Linked DNA regions of Mus musculus: region 1 is linked to region 2. A link is a contact called in public Hi-C data. All regions are on one chromosome and are shown on one strand. The core of a region is the stretch at or near the end of the contact, and the rest is flanking DNA. Distances in the headings are between cores, read along the strand shown. Region 1 has its middle 280 kb from the start of Gm51671. Region 2 overlaps Pbx1 (pre B cell leukemia homeobox 1).

Evidence for each region. Hi-C and Micro-C count contacts between places; a contact is called where the count stands out from the background.
Region 1: a contact with region 2 is called in a Hi-C map of uterus, with 4 times the contacts expected there. The contact joins two enhancer-like sites. A contact is called at or near these places in 8 of 484 Hi-C or Micro-C datasets (embryonic stem cells, nephron progenitors and uterus), 2 of 115 datasets of contacts at active chromatin or transcription factors (both in embryonic stem cells) and 1 of 9 other capture datasets (embryonic stem cells).

What each region holds. Positions count from the first base shown.
Region 1 is chr1:168,061,146-168,068,699 of GRCm38.p6, reverse strand. No RefSeq gene overlaps it. Among named protein-coding and RNA genes, the nearest start is that of Gm51671, 280 kb to the left of the region's middle. Within about 2 kb of position 1,654, at least 16 of the 459 cell types and tissues checked have an H3K27ac peak or open chromatin away from gene starts, as enhancers often do. A contact at or near this core is called in uterus, where this site is marked.
Region 2 is chr1:168,212,124-168,219,561 of GRCm38.p6, reverse strand. All of the region lies in intron 2 of Pbx1 (pre B cell leukemia homeobox 1), which reads left to right. Among named protein-coding and RNA genes, the nearest start is that of Gm51671, 130 kb to the left of the region's middle. Within about 2 kb of position 5,246, at least 56 of the 459 cell types and tissues checked have an H3K27ac peak or open chromatin away from gene starts, as enhancers often do. A contact at or near this core is called in uterus, where this site is marked.

The sequences.
Region 1 (7,554 bases), core at 405-2,904, 150 kb after region 2:
CCATTGGGAAAAAAAAAAAAGATCCTATGAGTAACCATAGTGATAATAATTCCATCTCCAAGTAAAAATTATTATTGTTATCTTTGTTGGCAGCTCTGTTTCTTTTTTGTCACAAGGAGACAGAAGGCAGACAGCGTCTTGAAGTCTGTAAAAGGCTCACCTAAGCAGGACGAGGAGCAGCTGCATTCTCTCTCAGCGGAGCACAGAACAAGGGAACATGGCTTAACCATAGAACGAGGAAATGGTTCCTGGCAGTGTGCTCAGTGGGTTGTCATGGGAGTTTACAGAGTTGTCTTCTTTAGGCGTCTTTGAAAATAGCTTAGCTGATCTGTGCCTAGAATGGCAGATGCTTGTCCTGCTTTGCTTGTGTCCACTGCACATTTAGCATGCTCTTGCTGGGGCAGTTGTGTCCATGCATACTGTGACCACAGAAGCAATGAGCCATGTCTGTTATGCACACCAGGCTTAGAGTGCAGAGGGTGGGCTCTGAAACCATGAGGAAATAAGCAGGGTTGAGGGTTGGAAAACTAACCCTACAATGATTGTTTCAGCTTACCCATTTGTGGTTAGTTAGATACCACCCTGTTGCTGTTTTCCAACATTTGGACACGATTCAAGGACTGAAGAAATGGTTCAGAACCTATGAACATATATTTCTCTTGCAGAGGACCCATGTTTCTTTCCCATCACCCATGCCAGGCAGCTCACAAGCTCCTGTAAAACACACACACACACACACACACAGAGAGAGAGAGAGAGAGAGAGAGAGAGAGAGAGAGAGAGAGAGTTAAAAGAGAGAGACATAGAGAGAGAAACAGAGAGAGAAAGAAAGAATGAACAAATGAAGGGAAAGGAAGGAAGGGAGGGAGGGAGGGAGGGAGGGAGGGAGGGAGGGAGGGAGGAAGGAAGGAAGGAAGGAAGGAAGGAAGGAAGGAAGGAAGGAAGGAAGGAAGGAAGGAAGGAAGCTGGACTCAACCAAAAGCACTCCCTTTGCCCAGAAGTCATGGTGAAATTGACAGATCCAGCTCCTCCTTGTGGGTTCCCTAATTTGTCCCCTTCCTCACTCTGTGCAGATCTGGAGAGGGACTTGGAGTTCTCTGAAGTGGGGTTGTATGCTAGCATTGGGAATCATTCCAACATCCATAGAGAAACATCCTACAAAAGGCTTCAACTGTTGTTAAACCTTAGTCTTCATTCTTCTGGCCCCGCTGATAATCTCTCTTCAGAGAATGTGCTTTCATTTCAAAAGCTATGGTCAGAGCCCCCGCTCTGTTCTTCAGCAACAATAATATTTTACCTCAGAGCTGACATTTATATGCAGGCAACTCATTTGTTACAAATTCTAATTGCGGAGCAACAACCCAAAAAAGGCAATGCAAGAGGCAAAAGGAAAAAAGGCTCAGAAACCCTTTGAGATCTCATCTAATTAAAAATGCAAATTAAGAGAGAAACCCGGAGTCATAAGTCCTGCTCAGTCTTTTCAAAGGCACCAATTACCAGTGACTCATTGGGAAAGGGACTGTCCTTAATTTTAAGACACATTTCTCAACAGCATCCCATTGACAGGAAATTAAAATGACTACCAGCTTAGAAGAGTTAGCACTTCAGCCTTGGTTGTCCAGGCTTTAAGGTTCCTGTTGTTCTGTTTCTTTAGCAACCGCAGCTAACGCAGATGACTTGCTGCCTCCGACTTCTCCTGAGGTCTAAGAACATTTTGTTTCCCAGAGATAAGCAATCTCATCTCTGATCTCATCCAGTCGCTTCTCATGGAACTAAACTGAAGGACATTCCAGAAAAGAACAAACTCAATGAAACCGAAAAGAATGCTTTAGAAGGCAAGTCAGCAGGGACGCTATTGGGGAATAAATGCCATTAGATGGAAGTTGAAGACTCTTGCTGGCTCTGAGTCTGGCCGTGCTTTTATATGAATCTATAACACATGCCAAGGGCTTCATGATTGTTATGTCTCTCGGTATTAATAAAGCATACATAGTACTTTTTGTCCTAACATGTTCTAAAATGGAGATGTTTAAGTCTTAGAACTAGATGACAGAATTACAAGAGGTTTTCTGGATTGAGCTCTCTGTCTTGAACTCACCTGACAGGGACAGCGTGTCGATATTATTTGAAGTCTAAGTGGAAGACAGAGACCACACGATAATTCCACAAGGAAATGTTCTCAAAGGGGGAATTGATAATTCAGCACTTAGGAAGTGGGAAGAGTGGGAAGTTTGCCCGTGAGATTGAGCCTCAGTCAGGTCTAAATAGTACATGTCAGATCCACCAGTGTGAAGACTACATAAGACTCCATGTCACAAGACAGAACAAAATAAAACACAAACAACGTAATTTTTAAATTACATCATTGGCTTGAAGAAACAAGGGACTGCCTATTAAGAAGTAAAGAGAGCTCGATGGGATATAAGGCTACAGATAAAGGTGGCAGGCACTACCACTCAGACTGATAACGTACTCATGAAAAGCTCCCCCCTCAACCCCAAGCCAAAGAGATCTCCTTGGTTCCCTGAATAATGAATTCACTGAGATGACAAGAAGGGGGGCTTTGCTAGAAACTCAGCCTGCAGGTTAGTGAGGGAAGCTGTCAAGGATCAGGCCAAGTTGACAAAGGATCAGCCAGAGTCCTTTATGATGGGTAGATGTCTGGGAAGTGTCCTCCATTGCAGACACTTGAGGTGGTGCTAACGTAGTCTGCTAGGCATCGAGTCTACTGCAGAAGTAGGACATTGGAGAATCTGTTCACTGCAGGAGTTAGGCTCAGGATAACTTCTCCCTGCTGCGGGAGGTGGGCATTGGAGAAGCTGTTTATGCTGTAGGCTTGCAGCACTGTGGAGGTCATGCACTCTTTGGAAACTGGGTGCTAGGGTGATTGTACACCCCGCAGTAACCTTGCCCTAGGAAAGACATTTGCACAGCAGGAGCTGAGCACTTTCCGGGAGCTGTGTATGGTAAAGAGACTGCCAGAGAGCACAAAGGAACCAAGGGGAAAAATCCCACCCTCTAACTGTGTTCTTCTAGCATCCTCTACTGACAAAACATTGTGTTTGCTGGCCGTAGAGAAGTGTTTAAAGGGCTCATCTTCATTGTTAAAGAAAAAGGAAAAAACAAAAACAAAAACCAAAAAACAGGCTATAAGATTTGGATTTGGAAGTGAAAAGCTACAGAGCAATATTAGTACATCAGCTATTGTACCAGTCTTTTTACATGTGATCTCACTCATTCCCTTCTCTTATTCTGAGTTGTGGGTATCCTGACACACAGTACACAGGAAATGGAAAAATTTAAAGGCTATCCAAGAACTAGGGAGAGGCAGAGTGAGAGTTCAAGTCTAATCTGGGCTAAATTATTTTCTTTTTGTATCAAGTTTACTCCAACAGGATCTGGGCTTCTTGTAAGAGTAGGGGCTTAGCAGTCCAACTTCAGGAAGGAGGTAGGGATGAAGAGTGAAAGATAGAGGCAGTGGGGGTTCTAGTGTGCTGGAACGATGGGAGATGGAGTTGCATTTCTGTGATTGATAGGGAAATGGGATAATGGTGGTAGATTTGCCTTTTCCTCAAGTGATTAATATGTAAATTTAGGATCTTTTCTAAATAGTAGGACAACATCAGGAGATATTAAAAACATAATTTAAGTTGCCTTTGCCTTTATTCTCCTGTGAGATTCTGAGTACAACTCCTAAGTGCAGCTGCCCATGTTTTTGTATTACTATTGATGTCTCAGCAGAGATGTGTGTGTGTTTGTGTGTGTGTGTGCAGGCGCACAAATGTGTGGTATGTAACTGTGTATATGCATGCCCTCGTATACATAATTGAATGAGTGTGCAGGTATGCAGTGTGCATGCTTGTGAGAAGGCTGAAGTTTGATGTTGGGTGTTTTTTTTCAGTTGCTCTATAAATGGAGGCAGAGTCTCTCACTGAACTCAGGGATCACACTTCAGGTAGTTTAGCAACTCAGCTTGCTCCTGGCTTGCCTTTCTCTGCATCTCTGCCTATGAAGTACAGGAAAACAAGCAGGACACCAAACCTGCCTGTTGTTCGTGTGGAGTCTGGGGGTCTGAGTTCCAGGCCTCCTGCTTGCTCTGCAAGTACTTTACCACACTGAGCCATCTCTTCAGTCCCCTTGAAGGTTTGCACTCGTAGTAAGAGGCTGGGTAACTGACTGCAGGGGCATGCTGCGGAGAGGGGAAGGTTTCTGGAGCTCTTTCATGCCAAGAACCACATAGCTTGGAAGCCTGGCATTTCTTGTATAGGAAAGGGAAGCTTACTGGGGGATTTAAGCTGGACCCACCCACTGGCCTTAAGCAAATGATGTGTGCTCTCCACAACTGCCAAAGGCTAAGATGTTCACCAGGAAGCCTTAATCTCCAGTGCCATATGTGATGAGGAAAGCATGAATATCCTTCTGCTTGGTGATGGGTGAAGCCCTAAAGACTCAATCTGGTCCTGATGAACATCCAAGAATCTAGATGTGCGCACCCGCTGAGGCAGGGGCTTCTGCCAACAATGTGGGTAAGGAAGTCTGTGCTTTCTCACAGTGTCGGGTTTGTTCAGTTTGGGTTTAAACAAACACTGTAATTTCTATCCTGGGGTCTAAACAAGTGGGTCTCGCTGCTGCATCCAGATGCCATTTCTGCCCTGGGAACTGGTGCATTTCATTGAAGAATTTTAATATAACCTTCAATGTTCTCTATGTCATCCAAAATTTAAAGTGTTGTTCACTAAGCTATTCAAAACAAACAAACAAACAGCAACAACAAAAAACCCTCCAATGGCCAAAACCTATAAAAAACAAATTAGTATGAAAAATTCAAGCATATTCACAAAATAGAATAACAAACTGTACAGTGTGCTTCATCTGTCTTTAGTAATTATCAACTCACAGAAATCTTAACTTACTTAAACTCATGTCTACTTTCATACTTTAGACAATCTTAAGAGCATCTCATCCATGATAAAATTGTGGGTGTATAGCTGTGTGTGTGCCCACATGTGTATGTGTATGCACATGTGTTTGTGTGTGCACATGTGAAGGTTAAAGGACAACTTACTCAAGAGTCCGTCCCTACTTTCCACCATGTCTCAGCAATTGAACTCAAATTGCCTGGCTTGGCAGCAAGAACCTTTGCCTACTGAGCCATCCCACCAACCCTGTGTAATTCTTAAGATGAACAAACATTAAAACATAGTATATATTTTCACACCTAAACATCCTTGAGATGCCACACCCACCCCCATAAATTGCTGATTTCCATTCATTCTTCTGACCTTCTGGTAATCTCCCCTGTCTCTCCACCCCTGATCCTGAACCACCTGCCTATTTTCCTCCCCATCCCCTTTCCCACCCAGTTCTCTCCCTCCATCTGCCTCCTACAAATTATTTTATTTCCCCTTTCTATGTGAGATTCAAGAATCCTCACTTGGGTGCTTGGGCCTTTTCTTTGTTTAGCTTCTTTGGGTCTCTAGAGTGTGTCATGTGCATTCTGTATTTTATGGCTAATATCTACTTATAAGTGAGTGCCATGCATGTCCTTTTGGGTCTGTGTTATCTCACTCAGAATGGAATGATGCTGGTCTAACTGTATGTCTGCTTCTAGAAAAATGCAATAGATCCATATCTATCATCCAGCACAAAACTCTAGTCCAAGTGGATTGAAGAACTCAACATAAAACCAGATGCACTAAATCTAATAGAACAGAAAGTGGGGAATAGGCTTGAACTCATTGGTACAGAAGACAACTTCCTGAACAGAACACCAATGGCTCAGGCTCTAAGATCAACAATTGATAAATGGGACCTTATGAAACTGAATTGCTTCTCTAAGACCAAGAACACTGTCAAGAGGATAAAATGGCAGCCTAGAGACTGGGAAAGGATCTTCACCGATCCTACATCTGACAAAGGGCTAATATCCAAAATTTATAAAGAACTCAAGAAGTTTGACACCAACAGCCCAAATAACCCAATTTAAAACTGGAGTATAGAGATAAACAGAATTCTCAACAGAGTAATCTTGAATGGCAGGGAAGCACTTAAAGAAATGTTCAAAGTCCTTAGTCACCAGGAAAATGTAAATCAAAACAACCCTGAGGTTCCACCTTACACCAACTAGAATGACTAAGATAAAAAATTCAAGGGACAGCACATGCTGGCAAGGATACGGAGATAGGGAAACACTCCTCCATTGCTGGTAGGGTTGCAAACTTGTACAACCACTCTGGAAATCAATCTGGCAGTTTCTCAGAAAATTGGAAATAGTTCTACATGAAGACGCAGCTATACTGCCATAAGGGCATATACCCAAAAGATGCTCCACCATCCCATAAAGACACTTGCTCAACTATGTTCATAACAGCTTTGTTCATAATAGACAGAAACTGGGAATAGTCTAGATGTCCCTCAACCAGAAAATGGACAAAGAAAATGTGGTACATATCCACAATGGAATATTATTCAGTTATTAAAATCAAACACGCCATGATTTTTTATTTTTTTTTTTTGCCTTTTTGTATGCTTGATCATTTTTACTGCATAACAGACATAAATTTTACATTGCTGAGTGCTGGATACTTTTAAACTCTTCTTACTTAGTGTTGTTTGCAGATGCTGTTTAAGTTTTATTGAATCATTTTGGTTCTTTCTGGTTCTAGTTTTTTTAATTATTTTACATCACTTCGTATTTGGTGAGTCCATAGTACAGCCTGGGCATCTTGTGTACAGCTAATTTTCCCCACTATTTCTTTCTCCAGCCTAAGACATCTTCCTCACCTGCATATAGAGGGTAGCATACAGACACCACCCGAGATCATATGCTCAAGTGTGCAGAAGGTATGTGCATTTTGAAGCAGAAGGTATAAGCTCGAAAGAGTTCTATTTGGAATACATAAAGTCTGAGATCTATTCTGAATGCATAAAGTTTCGATATTTGAGAGCTTAAATAGTGAAGATGTTGAATGGAATTGGAACTGAATTCTGGAGCTCTGAGGAAATATCTTATGAAAGAAATGTATTTTTAGGATCATGATCACATAGAATTTTATTTAGCTCATGGTGATGTATGGGATAGTTCAAAAGAGATAGAACAGAAGAGAGCCTAGGATTGAGGTCTGTGAAATCATAATTCTGTGTGTGTTTGTGTGTGTGTGTGTGTGTGTGTGTGTGTGTGTTTTACTAATTACTTTTACATCACTGTGACTGGCAGAAACAACTCAAAGTGGGGCCTGCCCCGGCTTTAGAGATCCACCAAATACCAGAACAGAAATGGCAGAGCAGACAGGGTTAGAGAACAAAGGGTGTTCTGGACGCACCCTGTTGCTGTAACAAATACTGTGGCCAAAACAACTGAGAGGAGGAAAGGGTTTGTTTCTGCTTACATCATTGAGGACACTCGTGAAAGGAACTTGGATAGGAACTCAAAGCAAAAACCATCAAGGAACCATGCTGGCTCCCACAGGCTCATACCTACATAGCTTTCTTATACATTCCAAGACTACATGTCCATGGAATGGTGCTGCCCAAAGAGGCCTGGGCACTACTACA
Region 2 (7,438 bases), core at 3,997-6,496:
AGGGTGCAGTCACCAGAAGGAAAGGACAATGCCACAAGAAGGGTGTTTTCCCTTTTCAGGGAGTTCCCAAAGAGTCCCACCCCTCCTTCCTTTTACCTCTCATTGGTTGGGGCTCTGTCATGTGGTGTATGAGCTGGAGGGAGAGCTACAAAGTCGCCTTCTTCCAGACACTGGGGAAAAATCAAGTTGCCAAAGTTGAAACAAGCAGAGCAGGCCTTACCTGCATCCGTGTGCCAGGCAGATCAGGCCGTACTGTGACCTTCCGTCTGGTCCGTTTCAAGGTGGTCTCTTGTCCAGGTCCTATCGTCACAGTCACACATCCCCATGCATGTTAATGTGGTTGGCATGCACATTTACAAAGGATGCCCTCGGTGGGGATTGAAGTGATAATGGTTGTCATTGGTCCCAAGAAGTCCTTTCTCTTTGCTCTCTACAAGCAAAAATGTGCTCTTCGTTTCTTTCCTGCACTTTGGCTTCTGTTCTCTTACTCAGTGAGGTCACAGGTCTGATGGACAGGCAGAGACAGGTAGAAGTATACAGGCCAAGGGCAGATGGGATGAGGGCAGCTAGAGAGCAGCACCTGTGTCCAGATCCTGACACCAAGCCCTTGTCTGTCTGTCTGTCCTTGCTCTTCTCACCTCCTCATGGCTGCTACCTTCCGAGGTTTACATTTTCGTCTTGCTGGAGGGGGTGGGGGGGTGGGGCACTACTCGAGCAAGTGAGGAAATACCACAGCATGTGTGTTGTCTTCTACAAAGTAGGCAATTGATACACAGATTGTATTGATACACAAACTTTTGGGCTGGGAGATAGATAACTTGTAGAGTGCTTACTTAGCATGCAGGGGGCTCTAGGTACAACTTCTAGCCCCACAAAACAAGCAAGTGAGCAACTTAGTAATGATGACCCCGTTAAGAAAATTGCGGAGAGGCCAGCCTGGTCTACAGAGTGAGTTCCAGGACAACCAGGGCTATATAGAGAAACCCTGTCTCGAAAAAACAAAAACAAAACAAACAAACAAACAACAACAACAAAAAATGTTGGAGAAAAAAATATCCCTGCTACTCTTTAGTTTGTGAATATGGTCAGGAAAGTTTCCTTGGCTCCAGGCGGATATTTGTTATCCTAAGCATTGACATCCATAAGGTGAGACTGCACGTGCCACATCCCCAGCAATAGCAGCTGGTTTTAATGTTTTAAATATTGAGTTCCTCCATGCCCTAGCAGAGGAGGGCCGAATCTTACCCAAATTTAAAGCTGAAGCCTGCTTTCCTAAACCTCGGCATATGAATAGAGTCTTTGCTCTCTTCTAACTAGAATTTATGTATTTTTAATGGAACTTTGAAAGCAACCACTAAAGGGGAGACTTCCAGGCTAGCTTGTCTGACATAAGGTGAGGTTACTTCCGAGTTGAATGGTTCCCGAGGGTCTCCCAGCCTTTGGGCGTGGCGGAGGCATCCAGTGTGAGCCCTGGCTGGCTGGGAGGACACAGATGCTTCCTGGCTCTGGGAGAAAACCATATGGAGAGTGTATGTAAAAAGCAGACACACAAAACCTAGGCCTCGTCGGGAGGAGGAGATGGGTGGCTAGATACCTGTGGCAGCTCCTGCGGCCAGTTTAGACCAGTCTGCAAGTCTGAAGGCAACAGAGAAGCCATCTCAAAAGAAAAACTGATGGGTGGCACCCAAAGAGCGATACTCAAGGTGGCCCTCTCCTCCTCCTCCTCAGGTTAATAACACATAAGATTTTTAAAGCAGTGGGGACCTTACAGTGCTTAGGAGAATAGTAACACAGGAGCCTAAACGACAGGAAGGGGGAGAAAACCCAGATGCTTCATTGGAATGTATTTGATGCACTGAAGAATGAGTGGTTTGTGGGATATGATGTCATCACTGACCAGGCCTTGCTCAGAAGCACACGAGTTGTATGTGTATGTAGTTATATGTGTGTATCCGTGCCTTTGTATGTAGCGCACTCACTGGCTTATGCTGGTTCTTTCGTTGTTACAGATTTGTAACATACACGAACCAGACACCAGACTCTTAAGACGATCATTTCTAGTTCTTTACCAGCATACCAGCCTCCTGAAGGCAGTGTCTCACGCAGTGCAGGGGAGCCTCCTACTTGCTTTGTAGCTGAGGGTGATATTGAAGTTATGATCTTCCAGCCTTCACCTTAGGAGTGATGTAATAACAGGTCTGAGCCTCAGAGGAACCCTCCATGTACCAAACACTGGATTATACTTTAGTAAATAATAATCATGTGTTGGACCAGGTGATAATATGTCCTTAATTCTGGGAAGAGGTGAGTTCAAGGTCCTCCTGGTCTACAGAGTGAGTTCCAGGACAGCCAGGGCTATGTAGAGGGACTCTGTCTCAAAAGAAAAAAAAAACTGTCATCACCATCATCATCATAAATAACAATAATAACGTTATTTTATTTATAATCAGAATGGTGGCAAATTAATATTATCACTACTTATTTGTTGATGAGGAAAATGAAACTAAGAGGCAAAGTCACACAGTGAGAGTCTATAATGTGGGTTAGCATGGAGATATCCCCCTTCTATCTCAGTGTACTTTCTCATGGTTCCTCATGCCGTGTTATAGACCTGAGGGAAGAGAAGCCCGAATGTACACGTCTGTTCTCTTGGCTGTTAGAACTTGGTGGTGGGGTTGAGAAACGTATCATGCCCTAGCAAGAACCAGGCAATGCTCTGGGCATCTTATGGAGACTTTAATCCACAAAACCTTTTCAGTTTAAGGCAAGAGACCATCAAGAAACCCCTCCTGCTTTCAGTAGTGAGCTGGTGTAGAAGGTGCTGTTGTAGAAAGAAGCCTTCCTCTCCATGGGGTGTGCAGTATCCTCCAGCCACTGGCTCCACACTTCCCATGCTTCTTATGTATAACTAAGTAGGGATGCTTTCCCACGTCATGAGTTCCCATGTGCAGTCCAGGCCTTACACACCCTACCCTGGCCCTCTCCCGGGCCTCATTCCCTTTCCTCAGATGTCTTAAATACATGGATCTGAAGGCAGAGGCAGTATGAAGTCATGCCCCAACCCCCCGACTTCTGCAGCTTTTCTTGGGACAAAGGGGGTTTCCCGAGCCGCCATACAAGCTTTAGCTATTAAGATCTATAAGTCCGTCACTCAGACAGCCGGCACCCATCCAGAAATGCAGGCGCCTGTTGCCCAGTGCATTCACTTTCTCTCTGCCAGCTGGCCCGGGGAGACTCGGTGTGCCAAGCAGGGAACGTGTGAATAGGATCCATCCATGCCCGCACATCCCCTGAGAAGTACAAGCCCTGTGACCAGAAGGGCCGAAAGCTAGCCCAGAGAAAAGAAGAACTTGCTGTGTCTCTAAAGAAAAATCCCTAAACAGAAATGCTCAAAATAGTAAAACCATCCCAAGAGTGTCCTGTGTTTTTGTTGTCATCCCCTGCCTTAGAAACTTCACCCACAGCTCCACGTGCTGTGGCTCTGAGCCAAGTGGGAAGAAATGACTGCACTTTCCAGGTCCTGGCTAGAGCGCCCTTTGAAAAATCAGTGCGGCCTTGATACCTTAAGAAACACTCCATAAAGATGCTTGCACTGAAATCCTTAAAGATCTTACTGTCTCGTTGCTGGAAGGAAGTTTACAAGTCCCTTTCTGATATCATATGCTGTTTATGCATACCTGATTGCTAATAAGCCAAGAAAAATATTGGAAGGATTGAAAGATATCTTGTCTTCACACCAAGTGGTATCACTTTAGGAGGCTTTTGACCCTGAACGAAGCCCTGTGTGATTCTAAGGGGACAATACTGAGTATCAGAGTGAGTCCCAGATTTATAGATTCTGTGCACTGGAACCCTCTGAAGAGGCCATTCTAGGCCAGCAGCCAGGAAGATTCCCGCTTGGTCCTCTAAGGTCTGAGTTCCGTCAGTACTGGGCTCTCTGGAGCCTATCCATCAACCGTTGTCTGGCAGCTGCCTGTAATGCTGGATTGTGAAACTGGGGGAATCAAATGGTTAATCATTTCCATTTACTTGATAGACGACTCTTTAAAATAACTCACCCAGACAGCTTTTCCATCAAAGACGGAAGAGGCTTGAGCACTTCGGGGGAAGAGCGCCTATAAGTACAACCCCAAGCTTCAGGCTACTAAGGAATGGAAGATGTGGGTCCCGACACTGTTTAGAAGAATCAGTTCATAGCACAGTCATTTTCCAGCTGGAGAAGTGTCCACCGGTTTGTGGATGGTTATGCCTGTAAGGAAATGACAGAACCTGAAAGGTCGGGGTGGAGGAGTAAGGGGTTGGGAAGGGGGGAGGTGTTCTACAAAGCTTAAAGCAGTTTGGTGTACTCTTAGGCCTCGGGGGAACCCTTCACAGATACCAGTCCTGTGCTTGGGTGACTCTCCCTCACACAGAGAGCCATTGCCTTAATGTCAGCATAGCATTGCTTGTTTAGAATGGCCACATATGAAAGGCAGATCTGAGTTTTGGGAAATGGGCACTGGAAGAGACGGGAGAGCAAACGTGTTCTCTCTGTACAACTTACAACCGGAGGGTGGGGCACGTGTCAGGAACCAGCTGTGGCAGGACACAGATGCCTAAGACGCCATAGTTCTACATCCTACTTGGCTGCTGTGCACAAGAGCGCTGAAAAGACCCGAAGAGGTGCATAATACATGATCCGGGAGATCATGGGAGATCACCATGTCACCACTGGCTTCCAGGAGCTCTCGATCTTGGTGGCAGGAGCCTGCCTTGTTTTAGCCAAGTTTCTGTACCTTTATAATCTGTAAGTGTGCTAGCAGAGCGTGTGCTTTCTGTCATCAGGTGACACAATTCAATGTGCACAAAGGGTCCCAGCGGATGAATGGTTTCACTTTCTAGAAGTACAAGGGCAGGTTACTTCTTTCTCCACTGGCTTCAGAGCTCTGCCTGGCTTGGGCTTGGCACCTTCTTCTGCCTTGGTACCTTGAAACCATGAAGAGACTTCCTCAAGCCTTCCCTAAGTCTTATGTCCCTTCTCCAACCATCTCTTTATCTTGCTCAGCTGAGCGAGTCTCAAGCTTCACTCCATAGCCTGAAACAATGCCTTCTGCTAATATGCCCTCCTCCCTGTCTGCCCACATTTGGGAATCTCAAATCGGAGTAGATCCCAATTCCCCAGCTCCATGGAGATGTTGGTAGCTATGGGACCCTTCTTTAAACAAGTCCTCGGTGGGGAGAGAGTGCCCTCTAGTGGGCATCAGCCAGGAGCGACTCTGGAGCTGTGTTGCTCAGCCAAGGACAAAACAATCCTTTGCACAGACCTCCCACTGGCTCTCTTGAATGTGCCTTTGGGTTTGGTTTGTTTTTCTCCTTGTGTGAAGAAAATAAATAAAGAATGAACAGCAGGAGGCCAGTTGTGAGGGCTGCTCCAATCAGGCTGTGACAGTCTCCTTATCGCTGGAGTTTTAGCACCGGATTAACCCTAGGGCAAGTGATAGCAGCTGATGTGACTTCAGGTGTTTTCTGAAGGCTGTGACAACCTCTGTATAAATCACTTACCTGTCGTGACTGGTCTCTGTCGTGATTGGAATGGGAGGCAGTGATTTGTGAGTAGGAAACCCCTTTAAGAATTATTAGCTAACAAGGATAAATATCTTGGTGTTATGTACAGCCAGTGGGGCTGTTGGGACCCTGTATGACCAGCATGCACAGGCAAGGGGACTCTTAAAGCTCAGTTTCAGGGAAAGCTGTTGGGCAGGAGAGGGAAAGGAAGGAGGGAGGGGGTGCTGGGCACCCATCAGGGAGGCGGGAACCTGATCATATGTGATGGCTGCAGGATTAGGTAACAGCTCGGCTGGTTGAAATTGGATCTTGGAGGACGAGTGTTAACATCTCTGGTGTCCCAGTGAAAGGTTCATTTGAGTCTTGCATGGTGCTAGAGAGATAAAAAGGAGCTTTTAAATAAGCATTTTGTATCCAGCTCACCAGAGTACTGACTTCAAGCCATAAATAGGAAGTGTCACTTCTGTTAGCCGTATCGCTTATTTCTTTAAAGCTGGCGGCATTTTTTTTTTAACTGACTAGCTGAACAATTTCCGGGTCAGTGAATCCAAATACCTCAGTTTGTTTGTTTTGTTGTTGTTGTTGTTGTACTAGTATCTTGAAATCTTGTCCTGGGAAGAAATACAGACCTGCAAGATTCTCTGCCTTTTTCAAACACACACGTGCACCCCAAGACCATCAGAGCAATCACCTCCTATGTACTATAGCACAACAAAGTGCTCCCCTATTTGTGCCTACTTCTTGCACATTGTCCAGTGTAGTTTACTTTCATGAGTAGAGTATAATTGAAATGGTGCAATGTGTGTGTGGACGGAGGACGGTTCTTCTGGGTTTCTTCTTCTTCTTCTTCTTCTTCTTCTTCTTCTTCTTCTTCTTCTTCTTCTTCTTCTTCTTCTTCTTCTTCTTCTTCTTTTCATTCTCTTATTTTCAAATCTCTGGTAGAACCTTTCTTTACATGTCTGTAAAGCAATTGTGATGAGTCTTGGCAAACCCAATCTCCTCTGAATGAGTATTCAATTAGAGCATTTACCATGTAAAAATTAAGCTCCTTTATTGTTGCCCACCCCACTTCTACCTGGGTAAATCTTTACCCACCCAGGAATCAGTGCATCCCAATGCACTGTCCGTGGAAACTTGCAGTCTGGGTAGGCAAGGACTGTTATACAATAGGCCACTACTGTCCTCTGCATTGCTCCTGCAGCACCCTGAGGGAGTTCCCTGCCTTATTGAAAATATCAAAAAAAAAAAAATCAAGGATAAGCACACTCTTCATTAGGTTGAGGAGAGTTGATAAAGAGGAACTTGGTTGTTTAAAAGCACCGAGGCACAGGCCTGACTGAAACCCAGAGAGGTAGAAAGAAAGAAATATCAGCCATATGGGAACCAGCAGTATGAACCTGTTCATGGTCACTTGCCTGAGTACCAGTCAGTCTATCTTTCTTCTTCCTCACAATTGCTTTTGCTGCATCTGGGAGTTTAGGAGGCCATCTTTGGCACCTGCTCTGTCGGAGGAGAGGAATACCTGACATTGCTTTGGGCAGGCATTGCCTGGGCGGGCAGCCGCCTACTGATGGGTAACATGTTCTTTTTGAATGTGCTGTCGTGGATGAGAAAGGATGATGGATATCTATCATCATGCCTTAGTGGCGGGCCATGTGCAAGGACCATAGGCTGCAGAGTCACCAGGAGACATCTTTGGTCGCATTACTGTCTTATTAAGCATCATGGGATTTTTTTTTTAATCCCAGGGAGTTTGATTTGGTTTCTTCTAAAGAAAGTACATTGGCTCTCTGAGTCAGAAGACTGGATTTAGAGACTGGTATAGTGAGACATATATTTATAATCCTAGCATACAGTAGAGGCCAAGTAGGGGTTTTATGAGCTTGAGGCCAGC